2 separate regions of the Capra hircus genome follow, and region 2 is linked to region 1. Evidence: chromatin contacts called from public Hi-C data. All regions are on one chromosome and are shown on one strand. The core of a region is the stretch at or near the end of the contact, and the rest is flanking DNA. Distances in the headings are between cores, read along the strand shown.

Region 1 (6,472 bases), core at 3,746-6,245:
TTATAAATGAGTATTCTGTCCTAAACAACAGAATGAAAAGTTCTGAAAGTGGGGCAGGAGGACCCGTATTTTTAATGACCCCACCCAGTGACTCTTGCCCACCAAAGTCTGAGGAGAGTTATCACCTCTAACAGTTTCGGGGAAGTGAGCTATAGCAATTGTGTTTCATGGGATTCTGCTTCAAGTATAGGTGAAATCTTCCCATCTCTATGTAATGAGCTTTCTCTAAAGCAACCCCTTTTCTCACCATAACAGGTATGCCTCTCATTGTCTGGAGAATGACAACCTCAGTTTGGTTTTAAACATTCTAGAATCCACCTCAATTTTCTAAACTTTATCCCACGGTTTCCAAAGGGTGGAATCATTAGCCCCCATGGCACTAATGATTTTAAGAGGCACCTGAGGTAAGCTTTTCATTTTTATTTTAGAGACAAACGTTTAGTTTAATGTCAATACCAAAAAACTGTAACTACCATATCCAAACCCGTGATTTCACAAATACTGAGGCTTAAGTGGGAAATCAAAGAGTTACTGTTTTAAAATATTAAGTAAATCCATCACAGCACTGGCAGTACTCAGATAAAAGTCTTAAATTTGGGGCGCCTCGCCTTGTCTGGTCGTTTCCTGACAGGCGCCCTCAGTTTCAGCCACGCATTTCTGACCCAGGTACGCTCCGTCTTTACTCCAGCATGTCCGCACCCATGGAACACTGTCTTCTCCCATAAATACCTCTTTAAATGTTACCCATCGTTTCACGCCCAATTCAAGCCTCCTTCCAGGAACCTCTAGATTCTTCCAGCCATCCCAGCATACTCCCTTCTTGAACTCCTGTAACATACTTAAGGTACCACTCATTTAGAGCCTAATTGCTACTTAAGTGTCTATGAGTATCTATTCAGTGTTATTTCCCTAGTGAAATGAAGCCTCCTGAGAGTAACCCATGGTCTCTTTCACTCCTGGATTACCCAAAGAGCTAAATGTTCCTGGTTGGATCTGAGTGCAAAATAGGAACTCAGTGGATACCTGGGAATTCATCACGCAGCTGAATGAAATGTTCCACAACGATGAGAAAGGTGGCTGTTGCATGCCCTCTGGATCTCCTTACTCCAGGCCAGATTTCTCAGCCACACCTCTTCATTACTGCCAGGTGAAGAGAGCAGAGGCTGAAGCCCAGGAAATTCTACCCAAAGGTGTGATTCCGTGTGTGTCCCCTGGCTGACAGGGATGGGAAAGGTGGCCTTAGCCATCCCAGGTGCAACCTGTCTGCTTCCGCGGTCAGGTCACGTCTGCCGCTGCATCCTCACCCTCAGCTGGAAGAACCAGTGTGGCCAGATCATCCTCGTGAAAACAACCCCAGACAACAGAACCAGTTCCACTACTGGATTCATCCATCCTGTGACTCTGGCCTTTCAGTATCTCAAGTTTTTTAATCTACCAACACCTAATTCACACTTGCTACAAGGCAAAAGAGATGCTGATTCTGAAAGCACTTTAAATTATCATGTACAATAAAAACATCGGGGACACAGCACATGAATCTGCAGGAAGACTTAGAGAGACCAGAGGACCTAGTTCTCCACTGAGCAAGCTGCGAGCAATAGGAGCTGTGGTCCCTCCTTCCAACCCTGCCCCTTCTGCTTGTCCTGTGACCTCAGGAACCCACTTAGCTGCTCTGGGACTCAGCATCCTTGGCTGTGAAAACTGCCTATCACTGGATGATCTGGTCTAGGGCCAAGTCCAATGTGAATCTGAATATCTTAGAGAGTGACAGACAAACAAGACTAGTGTCCAGTTCACACCTCACTGGACATGCTCCAAAGTGAGGATCATGTGCCAGTGTACCCAGGATTTGGGTGGGCCCCGGCAAAGCATCATCAGAGACACTCAGACACCTTTCCCTTCAACTAGCATCTGTTTTGTGGAGAAAAGCAGATAGCTGTTCATAGCTGTTCACCCTACCTGCTCTCCGCCTCACTGTCCAACTCCATCGAATACACAGCAAAAAGCCTCATTTCCTCACTACCATAATCATATTTTTTTCTTCCCCTTCCTGTCCTAAAACAACAACTTGAAAACCACAGGTTTTGCTGTTAAGATCTGGCTTTGAAATTAGTTATCCCTTCAGCTCCCCTTCTGAGATGCACCACTTTCATGAGTGAAAGGACTGAAGGCCGGTGGACAGGAAATGGGAAATGAGTGGGAACTCCGGTGGTGGGAGGGGAGCAGTGGCCAGGGCCATTGGTGAACTGGAATGGAAAGGAATGACACTGTGTTCTTTGGGATTCCATAAAGGTTTGCCTGCTTCCCAAAGTGTAAGCCACAAATCTCCCACGGTTGTACTTGGTGTGGTTTGTTGGAGCTTCCTTGTAAGCCCTGTAACCATGGTTTCGGGCAGACTACATCACAGCCAGGAGCATGAAGGGAAGACGAAAAGCTTTTTCCTATTTTCCCCTAAAATTCCATCTCCTTAAAAAAAGTGTGTGTATATATACATATGTGTGGGTAGGTACATATATATGTATGTATGTATGTACGCATTTATATGTAAGGTGATATGCCAAGGTGATTCATGTGCAACCTTCGACCATAGGACACCATGAAGTTATTTGTTTTCAATAATTAAACATCTCTCCACGAGGATCAGGTATTCTCTGTGTAGACCAAAGAACCCTAAAACCATATACACCCAGAGTCACATCTGCTCTCCCTGGAAACATGTAACAAATACAAAAATAAAGAAAACCATTTCCTAATTTAACACCTTCCCTCTAAAACAGAGCTAAAACAAGGTTGCTTCTCCCTGCGTCTCTGAGTGCCAAGGTTGAATGCATTTGGTTTAGAGTGTGTGCAGAAGGCCTATTACCAAGTCCCTAATATTTTGACAGTACAATCAATTAACTTGGTCTCAAAAATAGTATCTCATTGCACAGTGTCTTGAAAATCAAAACAGGGAAACATGTAACTTTAAGTCGGATTCAAAGCACTGACTGCCAATTAATCACAAGCAGAACCGTTTGTAGAATACAGCGCTAGTTCCGGATGGATGGACAATGCATTGGGCAAAACTAGCTCGGCCCATGTTTCTGGGACCCTGGAGGGGACTAGAGGAGAAGAAATTTTTCTCCCCGCGTGTCAGAAGATGAGCTAACTGCCAGACAACAGAATAGAAATGAGCCAGCTTCATCCCGGAGGGAAAAATGAAACAGCTCCTCACTCGGCTACTCAGGACAAAGCCAGGACGTGCAAGAAGCCTTCAGTGTAGGGTTCCACGTGCCTCTCCAAGGACCGAGGAACCCACCCACACACAACCAGCCCACCACGCGCCTGGCGGAAGGAGCCGGATTCTCCGCCAACCTTCAGCACCGGCAGTTTGGGGTTCCCAGCTTTCGAGGTCCCTGTAGCGCCCGCTGTCTGGACAGGGCAGAGGACCTTACCCTCTTCCCAAGACTCATCTTCCATGCCCCAGTGGCTACTTCTCCCCAACTACTAAGTGGAATGTGCTTCCCCAAGGTAATTGAGACACACACACAGCCGCCAAATGGCACTAAACCCCGGAGCCCCAAGACCAAAGCCAAGGTCGTGAGTTCTGCCCCTGGAACCCGAAAGCCTAGTTGCTGGACAGGAGGCGCCCAACTCACCCAGTCCTCGAAGTGACGGCTCCCGTTCTGCAGCAGCTCCTCAAACTGGATGGTGCAGTTGGCCACGAAGTCATCGTAGCCGATGGGGGCATCGTGGAAGACAGCCAACTCGATCTTGCGCCCGTTGCACACATCAGTGACGAACTCGTCGTGCCAGGCCGGGCTGTTGGTCTTCTGCTTGGTGGCCGTTTGGCCGATGCGCGAGTCGTCCACGTTGAGGGCGATGTAGGGGTCGAGAAGGAAAGTCTGCGGCCGGGGTCCCACTGCATGGCGCAGCGACCAGGCTGTGGGCTTCAAGCTCACGGCCTCGCAGATTTTGATCTTAAGAAGGCCATTGAACACTACCATGGTCGGGGCGGGGAGTGGGGGCCGGGGTCACTCCGTCCGCCCAGAGGGCAGGAACGAAGAACCGACGCCGCGGCGCTCCGAGCACGGGACTCTTGGGTCCCCTCTCGCCCCACCCCACACTCTCCCTACACCTTGTAGCGTTGCGCCCTGGCGCGGGCGATTCTCAGCCAGTGCATGTATTTCCTCGCCGGGTTCCTAACGGAAAACAGGGAGGGGGGAGAGCTGGGGGACGTCCGTGTTTGGAGAAGTCTCTCCCCCCCACCACCACCAGCAGCACCTCCAGAAGAGGAGACGAGCTGTCGGCTCCGCTGCAAAAGCCGCGGGGGCTGTCTCGTCGCCTCGCTGGCTCTCGGGGTCGGGGCTGCGGGGAAGTGGGCGCCGCGCCGGGCGCTTACCTACCTTTCCGAAACATAATCCCCGGGAAATTTCGACTCCAGGAGGGGGAGGGGGCGGTGAGACGGGGCGGGGACCAGAACGGGGGCGCAGATTTCCACCCGGATCCTCTTCGCACACCCAGCGCCTGCCTCTGACCGCGCGGGGCGGGGGATGGACCCAGGGATGTGCAGTCTACCCGGAGGGATGCATGTCCAGAGGAAATGGTCCTCCTCGGAGCCAAATTTAAAAAAAAAAAAAAAAATCCACAAGCCACACGGCCAGCCCGGCCGCCTCCTCCTGGGCGAAGCCGCGCCGCGCCGCAGTCGGCGATCGGGAGGCGCCAGGATTCGGGAATCTCACATCCGCGCGGGCTCGAGAGTCGGGGTGGCCGCGGCTCCGGCTGGGGCGCAGGCCGGCACCGGGCGGTGCGCAGCGCGGCGGGGCCGGGACTGCGACTCGGCGCGGCCCCACCTCCCGGGCGCCGGCGCCCGCCCGCCGCGCTCCCCGCGTCCCGGCTTTCAGCTGCCGCTCGTTCGCTGCCCGCCCGCTCTCCCCCTCGGTCTCTTCTCCCTCCGTCGGTGTGCGAGCGAGTCTCCCTCCCTCTAATGCAGGAAATGCGCAAAAGACGTCAGTGTGTATGTGTGTGTGTGTGTGTGTGTGAGTGTGTGTGTGTGCACGCGCGCGCGCGCGCGCGCCCTGGTGTTTGGGGAAATAGAAAGTTTTGCCGGTTGGGGGAGCAATACGGGAAAAGTGAGCCCAGCAGAGGACTGTCGAGAACTGGCGAGGCTTTCGGGGTCGCGGCGGCCGGCGGGGGAGCGGGACTGGGACCCCGCGCGGGACCCGAGGGAGTGGCGGCCTTGGGGGCAGGGGGATGCGAGCCCGCTGGCTGTGGATACCTGGTCTGTGGTCTCCCGCAGGAGACTAGAGGGCCACGCATCTTTCCAGGCTCTGCGGCCAGCACTTTTACAGCCGGGGGTGGAGAGGTGGCAGGGGTCGCGCTGCTGCAGAGGACTCGAGACCCTCCCTCGGCCCCACCCCTACTCTGACCATGGCTGGCCAGGGCAGCCTGCGGAGTATTGGTCGGTCTGTCTGTCATTCTGTCCGGAGACGCTCCGCTCCGCGGTGGTGGGGGAAGGGGGGAAGGGAGGGGCGTCCAAGGCTCTGTGTGAGTTTTAAAACACTACTCTTTCTTCCCTTTCTTTGGGGGCACTCTCCCTTTTGGGGGTCTGTCCCAAATTTCTCGGGCTGCTAGAACTTGTTGGCAAGCGAAAGCTTAGTAACACCCCGGCTCGGTTCGTGTGTTTGTTTATATTTTACAAAGTGACTTCATATTTACTCTAGACCTAGCCTGTGCCCTTTGCGGGGGACAGGGTTCTGATCAGCGCGCTGACAGCGGCCGTCCCAGCTGCGCGAAAACGGGGCGCGTCCTCCGGCGGGGACTGGGGGTTGTGGGCTGTGTCCGTGTTAATTTCCTCCGTAACCTTTAAACTCTTGCTGGAAGCCGCGGCAGCCGCTGATCACGTGAGGCGGGCCCTGGGCTGCTGGGGAAGAATTTCCTCCGCGGGGAGCCGGGGACGGAGAAGGCGGCCGGGCGAGGGACGGCCTGGCGCCTGGGGACGCGAACCTGGGAGGGCGGGGCGGAGAGCGCGGAGGTCCGGGGCGCGGCCCTGCCTGGAACTGCAGGAGGACAGCCCTGGAAAGAGGTCGTCTCCGCAACCTGCGAGCCGGGGGGCGGGAGGCGGGGGGGTGCAAACGGAAAAAGAAAACCTCGGCCCTCGCCCGCGTGCCAAGTCAAGTCAGGGAGGTTGTAGGAATCGTGGTAAGCTGTGTTTATCTTTCGACTCTGGTTAGCCCAAGTTTAAAACCCACCTCTCGATCACTTTTTCTCAGTGGGGAAAAAAAAAAAAAAGGAAAGTTATCATTGTCTGTGGCTTAGAGGCTTACAAAGGCTTAAAGGCGCAGAAGGAGACAGACCCCTGGAACGACAGGGTACCAAGTGCCGCAGACAGGTTGCAAAAATGATCAGAAAAGTCCCGGGCAGATCCTCTCCGAAGGCCTGCAGCTACTGCTCTTTCTCGAGCTTACCAGTAATTCCTCGCGGCCCTCCAAGT
Region 2 (7,233 bases), core at 3,553-6,052, 120 kb before region 1:
GAGGGAAAGAAGTCATTGCTCTTGGGAAGTCTACATATTAACAGTAAAGAAAGTAAAGTGTATGACATTTTAGAACGCAATAAGTACTCTGGACCAAAAAATTTTAAAAAACAATAGGATAAGCGGGATCAGGGTGGAGAAGGAGGCAGCAGTTTTAAGTTGGGTATTCAGGATTGCCCCCATTTTGCCCAGTCACTGGAGCCAAGAATTGAAAGGAGAGGCTCTGATAACAGAAATGATCCAGGCATAGTGATGGCCAGCGCAAACAGGAAAGCTCTGTTCTAGGACCAGCACAAAGGCCAGCAGAATGCGTTGGGAGAGAAAAGTATAGAATGAAACCAGAGGGTAGGGGTAAGGTATATACAGAACATGCAGAGACTCACAGGCTGTTGGAAGAATTGGGGTTTTCACCCATGATGAAGACCCATCATGGAATTCCAAGCAGAGGAATAACATAATGTGAAGACCATGTGGGCTGGAACAGCAAGGGTAGATGCAGAGATATCAGTGAAGAGGCCACTAGGATCGATGACCTTGGCAGGAGATGGCGGGGGCTCAGAACAGGGGGTGGAAATGCAAAAGAGGGGTCAGATCCTGGATTTTTTCCCTTCTTTGACCTTGAATTTTCCATTCTGAAATAGTCTCAGCATCCCCTTCCATATTCCAGGGAAGTGTAGAAATAAGTAGAAAACAATAACTATCTGGAATTGTTTCAGTTCAGTTCGGTTCAGTCGCTTAGTCGTGTCCGACTCTTTGCGACCCCATGGATCACAGCATGCCAGGCCTCCCTGCCCATCACCAACTCCCAGAGTTCACTCAGACTCATAGGGCTGCTTCAATTTAAAATGCCCCTGGAACCTCATGGTGGGAAGAGCAAATTCTTGCTGGTAGAAGGATTTCAGGAGCCTCAAATGTACTCCATGAAGCATGAGGCTGAGGATGGGTGGGGAGGGGGTTCCTCAAGGAATCTATCCTTCCATGTGTCTGCCCTCACACACACACACACACACACACACACACACACACACACACACACACACTCACAGGGTAGGAAGATAAAATCCCTGAAGCAAGTCAGGAAGCCAGCTAGGATGCTTTTTAACCATGTGACCATAAGCAAATTATTTAAAGTCCACAAGACTTAGTTCCTCCCGAGCAAACAGAGCAAACGGGATAAACCAGGGACATATGAGGCTTAAGGGACAACGACAAGACCAGACGTGGTTTAGATGCCTGTCACAATGTCTGGCACATAGTACAGTCTTAATAAAGCTTAGTTCCTTCTTTATGCTAATCCCCCGTAGGGACCAATCCCACCTTGGGAAGAGAAAGGTGTGGATATCCAGAATGCAGAAGAATCCACTGGTAAATAACTGAGAAGCATCTATACTGCTATTGTTATTTTACTATCCTGTTTACCATGAATAAAAACAACTTCCTTCACCACACCCTGCTGGGACCATGTCGCTGTGCTTCCTCGGGTCAGCATGATACCCTGGACTCAGGGACAGCCTTCAGAATGGGAGGAGCAAGGCTGCTGCTCAGAGGCACGTGGGGAAGAGTGTACTGGCTTGGCCCTCCAGGAATGGGTCAAAGTCAGGGTAACCAGACCTTTCAGGTTGGATCATCTGTCAGCAGGCAAAGATGGAGAGAAGATGGTCCCAGACGCCAAGGCCTGTCTGTCTCCCAAGACCTGTGGCTCCAGAACAACTCTGGGATAGAACACCACTCTTCCCTTTGCCCTGCTCTGGAGGGTCACACAAGAACACACACCTGACTCCTAACATCGACTGCTTCCAAGGCAGAATACCGCGTGCTTGGATATCACGGAGAAAACAACACAGGAGAGATGGGAAGGAAAGGGATTCAGTGAAAAGAGAAAACGCAGCACTCAGCCTCTAAATCTGAGGTTGCCTTGGTAGCCCTGCTGGGATCCTGCCCGGTTCTGTGTTCATAACTCAAGTTCAACACGTATTCAGGAAGGCCCTTCACAAGCACAAGGCTGGAAGCCGCCGATGGCAGGGTGAGCCACCCTGCCAGGCCAGCATCAAATCACCTTCCAAAAGGTTGAGAAGCAGCTGCTGAGAGAGGGGAGGCCTGGAGGTGGTGAGTCAGTCACAGGCCTGGACCAGCAGGGCTGGCCCTGGAGCTCCAAGGCTGACACAACCCTGACTTTTTCCAGTTCCCTGCTCCTCTGAGAGAGGTCTCACCAACTGAGACAGCACAGGGGGCCCCCAGATGAGCAGCAGCAGCAGGAGGGGAGGGCTGGGGGCCCAGCAGGGAGTTTCTATTTCTAACCTGATGTGGCAGTCAGCAGCAGCTGCAGCTGACAGCAGCAGACAGCTCTGACTGGTGAGGAGCACTCCCAGAGGGGATGGTACTAAGGACCAGCCTGAAAGGTGCGGGGGGAGTGCCTCACTGCACTTCCGCCCCAGTGCACTTTCTCTAGAGATGGGTGGCTCTGGGTCAGTGAGTGCTCCCAGCAGGGCAGGAGTGCTCAGGGCAATGAGGGGAGAAAGAACTGGAAATTGGCCTTAGGCTGCTATGGAACAAAAAGGGGCTCAGCAACTTGGGTCTTCTCATCATTTCAGAAGCACCATCATTCCTAAGGCCATTTGCCTTTGCCTACTTGAGGACATCCTTCCCTAAAAATTCTAGAATGACGGTGCCCAGAGGAGCCCAAGCAATGAGCTCATTCAAATCCTTACCTTGAGAAAAAAGAGAGGCCTGGGCTAACAGATAAGGAGGTGGTGTGCCCTAATCATTAGGGCAGCACCTCTGGAGTCGTGGAGACAGAGCATGAATCCCAACTCTGCCTCCCAGTGCCTATGAGCTCCATGAGCTTCCATTTCCTCATTTGGAGGAGGAGGGTGATGACAGCACCCCCTTCCCACAGCCACTAGGAAGATCAACTGAGTCGTGTCTGTGATGTACTACACAGTCTGGGCACAGGAGTAGTGGCTATTGCTACTTTCATCGTTGTCGTCTTCAGCCAAGCCACACAGCTGCCTAGGAGCAAACCTAGATCTGGGTCTCCCTTGCCCACCACTCCCACCTCACCCCATGCTCCTGCAACCCTTTTCCTGGGAGCATCCTGGGGACAGTGACACAGCCTCTCTGCCTGGATCATCCACCAGTGGGCAGCACTGGAGGGCTGTGGGTCACAGGAGCTAAGGTAGTTTCTTGGACTTTGATAGCCTGGAAAGGAAACCCCTTCCAGGGGCCAGGCAGCCAGTACCCAAGGAAGCCTGAAGGGGAGGGGACAGAAGAGCCAAGGGAGACCACTGGGCAGGGCTTTTGCCTTCCCAGGAATGACAAAGCTCCGTGTTTCTAGAAAGCCTTGGTATTCAGCCCAGACATCATATCAGCCACCTGCCATCACCACCCAAATTGAAACAAGCTTGATTCTCAACACCCAACAAATAGGGCACCCAGTAGGCTGTCACAGGTGCAGAGGGCCATCTTGGTGTGGCCCCAGCACTGCCCACTTTACTTTTCTCCAGTGCCTTTCCCCGTGAGGACAGGAGAAAGCCCATTCTCCATCTCAAGCTCCTGCCCCTGAGACACCCTCCCTGGTGGCCTTTCCCATTCAGAGTCTGTTCCTCAGAACCCGCAGCTTGGGCCTGAATGGAGCTGACCACAGCAGATGCTCAAATCACGTTTCCTTATCAACAACTTTTGGCTCCATCACTTAGCACTTTGGGGCATGTTGGTCCAGCACAGGCTGCAAGCTCCTTGAAGGAAGAGCCTGTCTCTCCTCTATCGCAAGTGTCCCAGACGGCCCAGGGCTAGGCCAGGTGACCAGAAGATAGTCAATAAGCTTTTTTAAAAAACTGATAAGTGGAAATGGTCAAGAAACAATTGGGCAAGTGAACAAAATCTGCATTTACTGGGAGATGAGTCTACTGCATTTCCTTCTTACTGTGACCCTTGGAGGCAGACATCACTCACTGCCAGTGGAACATCACTCACTAAGTTAAGAGTCCTAACAGGCTCCCGGTTCCACCAGCTCCCTTTTCTCTTTCCCATAAGTCTCTTTGTTTCCCTTTCTCCTTCAGTTACTTTTACTGCCCTGACTTTTCTTTTGCACTCCAGCTTTAAGCAAAAGCTCTAACTTAGGCACCAGCATGTCTGGGAGCTAATTCTGACTCTACTGCTTTACCTGGTTGAAGAAGTCACTCAGTCTCTCTGGGCCTCAGTTTCCTCCTCTGTCAAATGGAAACACATTTCCAAGAACAGCTGGGAGAATGAAATGAGACAGGGAGGGATTGCCCTCCCTTCCTGCCCTCTCTGGTCTTTTACAGCATGCTTTCAGAGATGAGTGAGCAGTGGTTGGCCCCTCAAGGCAATGACCGAGCATCCCAGTCAGGCGGCTGGAGTTTTATACATGTGGTTCTAGCTCCACTCTCTTCCTCTCCACGCCCAGCAGCCTGTGTAAGATCTGAGACTCTTAGGAAGGTTTCCAGCAAGGGCAGAAGTAGGCTGGGGGCATCCAGAGAGGAAGGGACACAGCCTGCCTGTTCCTGGTGGTGGGCAGCTCCCCCCACACACCCATTTCCAGAATCACCCCAATAGGACCACCCCACTTCCTCTGTGTCTCAGGCAAGTGCAAAACCGGAACAAAAGTTCTGAGAAAAGACAAAGGAGGAGGAAGAAGACAATGGCCAGGATTCAGTCCATGTCACAAAGGGCAGCTCGCACAAGGAGGAGAAACCTGGGCGGCAGAGCACACACAGCAGCATCGTGCCTGTATCTCAGAGGAGCTGGCAGCTGCAGGGAGAGGTCAGCCTGGGGCCGGCAGGTTCCCCATCTCTGCCTGCTTGCTGGGCAGGGAGGCGGCAGCACCGGGGAGAACAACCTCTCATTTGCTGTCTGCGAGGCTCTTCCCCAGCCCACTGTGGACAGCAGCATCTGCCAGGAAAAGGATCTGCTTAATGCAAGCCCTATATAAACAGATCCCACTTGTTCCTTTTGCTTGGCCTTCCTCCTGAGTCCTTCCCTTTGTTTTCCCTTTCACTTCAGATCTCCTAGGTCATCTCCATCTTGGCCAATACAGGACAAGACAGGATGTCAGCCTGGGAAAATCTGAAATGACCATTCTCTCCCATTCCCATGCTCCCTATTCACCAAGCCCCCCCTAAACATTGCAGTGGCCCCTCCTCATCCCTGAATTTAGGGCTGGCCTGATTCAGTCCTATAGTACTCCAGAACTAAGAGGACTGCCTAGAGAGAGCAGTATAGTGGTTTCGACGTCAATTCCTAATGTAGCCAAACTGGCCAGCCCAAACAATGACCAAACTTAAATATTTTCCACCCACATTAATCAGCTCAATAATTCCTTAATGACTTCCTAAGAAAAGTGTAAAAAAAAAAGCCCTTGTTTGTTTTTATTTCATTGGTCTTTTTCACCCGTGGTTAAGGATTTCATTGTCTTCACATGGCAAGAAGCAGCCCGGATTTTTAGGAAGGAAGAAATAATCGGCTGCGGATGGGGCCAGTCCTAGCAACTCACAGGTCAAGAGGGAGAATGCGGTTATAGGGCTGGCATCATGGTCCCTGGGCTTCTCACTGTCTCAATTTCATCATCCACCTATGAAGTAAAGATAACCATAGCCGCCGCCTGCCTAAATCACAGGGTGTTTTTGTGGGTTTGGGGGTGGGACCATGGCTGTGTCAGCCTGGTCCTCCTGTGAAGGTATAAAGCTAAAAAGAAATTCAGGCTGCTGAGAAAACAGAAATTCACACTTTTGCTGCACTGCAGAAGGGACAGCATACACCTGACATCTCAGGCTCTACCTTCAATGTTACCATCTCTGTGACTGAATAGAACTCAAACACTACAATCTTCACGAATTTGGGGGCAATACTCTTACTTTGGAAACAGAAGAGCGACATCATGTCCCTAAAATAAAAAAGCCACAGCCAGGGTTGTGTTTTCCAGACAGAGGAAGCAGAATTTCCACCTTCTGGATGCATCTGGATAGTAATTCCAGCTTGTGCCTGACTGCTCTGCGCTTGACCCCAGGGAAGAGAAGTGGGTGGAAATCAGAATATCGCCTGCCCAAGAGGGCCGTCCCTGAGAACGAATTGGAACTCACTCTGAAGCTAACGCTTCATGTCCCCTGTATAAGAACCAGCTAGGAGAAGTGATGGGAGTCCTGTGAGCAGAAGAGGACAGTGTTTCCTAGCCTTCCTTCTTGCAAAATTGCATATCTTTGGTGGCGATCATATGTGAGTATTTATTCGGACATCCAGGAGCGAGGATGTGACTGAGTAGGAGGTAGGCACAAGCCTGCTGCACTCTGATGAGAGCAAGGAACCATGGAGACTGGGACTGTGTATATGCTTCTGTCCATCTGTCCTTCCCCTTTCCTCCTACAGTTTTATCCAGGGTGCTGGAATTTGAGGATTTGGAGACTAGTATGCACTTACCAAAGGCTAACCATCCACATGGTAATCTATATATGACTGATCCTAGATCCTCGGTATGGCCCCAACAAGCAAAGCACACCAAAGCACACCATACATGAGCACAGAATACAAACTTCATGCTAAAGGCAGGCTGGCTTAAGCCCAGAGAAAAGAGAATAACTTACAAACTCAGGAAACAGAATCCCTCCACAATTCTGCACCGTTAAACAAACTTCTATTTCTAAGTCTTATGCTATATATACTATATATAACTATACATACATACTATATATAATGTAACTATATATACAAAAATCTATTTCTGCTTTATTGACTATGCCAAAGTGTTTGACTGTGTGGATCACAATAAACTGTGGAAAATTCTGAAAGAGATGGGAATACCAGACCACCTGACCTGCCTCTTGAGAAACCTATATGCAGGTCAGGAAGCAACAGTTAGAACTGGACATGGAACAACAGACTGGTTCCAAATAGGAAAGTACATCAAAGCTGCATACTGTCACCCTGCTTATTTAACTTATATGCAGAGTACATCATGAGAAATGCTGGGCTGGAAGAAGCACAAGCTGGAATCAAGATTGCCGGGAGAAATATCAATAACCTCAGATATGCAGATGACACCACCCTTATGGCAGAAAGTGAGGAGGAACTCAAAAGCCTCTTGATGAAAGTGAAAGAGGAGAGTAAAAAAGTTGGCTTAAAGCTCAACATTCAGAAAATGAAGATCATGGCATCCGGTCCCATCACTTCATGGGAAATAGATGGGGAAAAATTGGAAACAGTGTCAGACTTTATGTTTGG

The links. Hi-C and Micro-C count contacts between places; a contact is called where the count stands out from the background.
Region 2: a contact with region 1 is called in a Hi-C map of liver, with 3 times the contacts expected there. The contact joins the enhancer-like site here to the promoter of PRKCE in region 1. A contact is called at or near these places in 4 of 5 Hi-C or Micro-C datasets (blood and liver).

What each region holds. Positions count from the first base shown.
Region 1 is chr11:27,678,143-27,684,614 of ARS1.2, reverse strand. PRKCE (protein kinase C epsilon type) reads right to left here and starts at 4,995. Exons shown (of 16, transcript XM_018055186.1): 1 at 4,386-4,995; 2 at 3,639-4,181. The coding sequence starts at 3,986.
Region 2 is chr11:27,801,645-27,808,877 of ARS1.2, reverse strand. The region is part of intron 2 of PRKCE (protein kinase C epsilon type); the gene reads right to left. Among named protein-coding and RNA genes, the nearest start is that of PRKCE, 130 kb to the right of the region's middle. Within about 2 kb of position 4,802, at least 1 of the 5 cell types and tissues checked has an H3K27ac peak or open chromatin away from gene starts, as enhancers often do.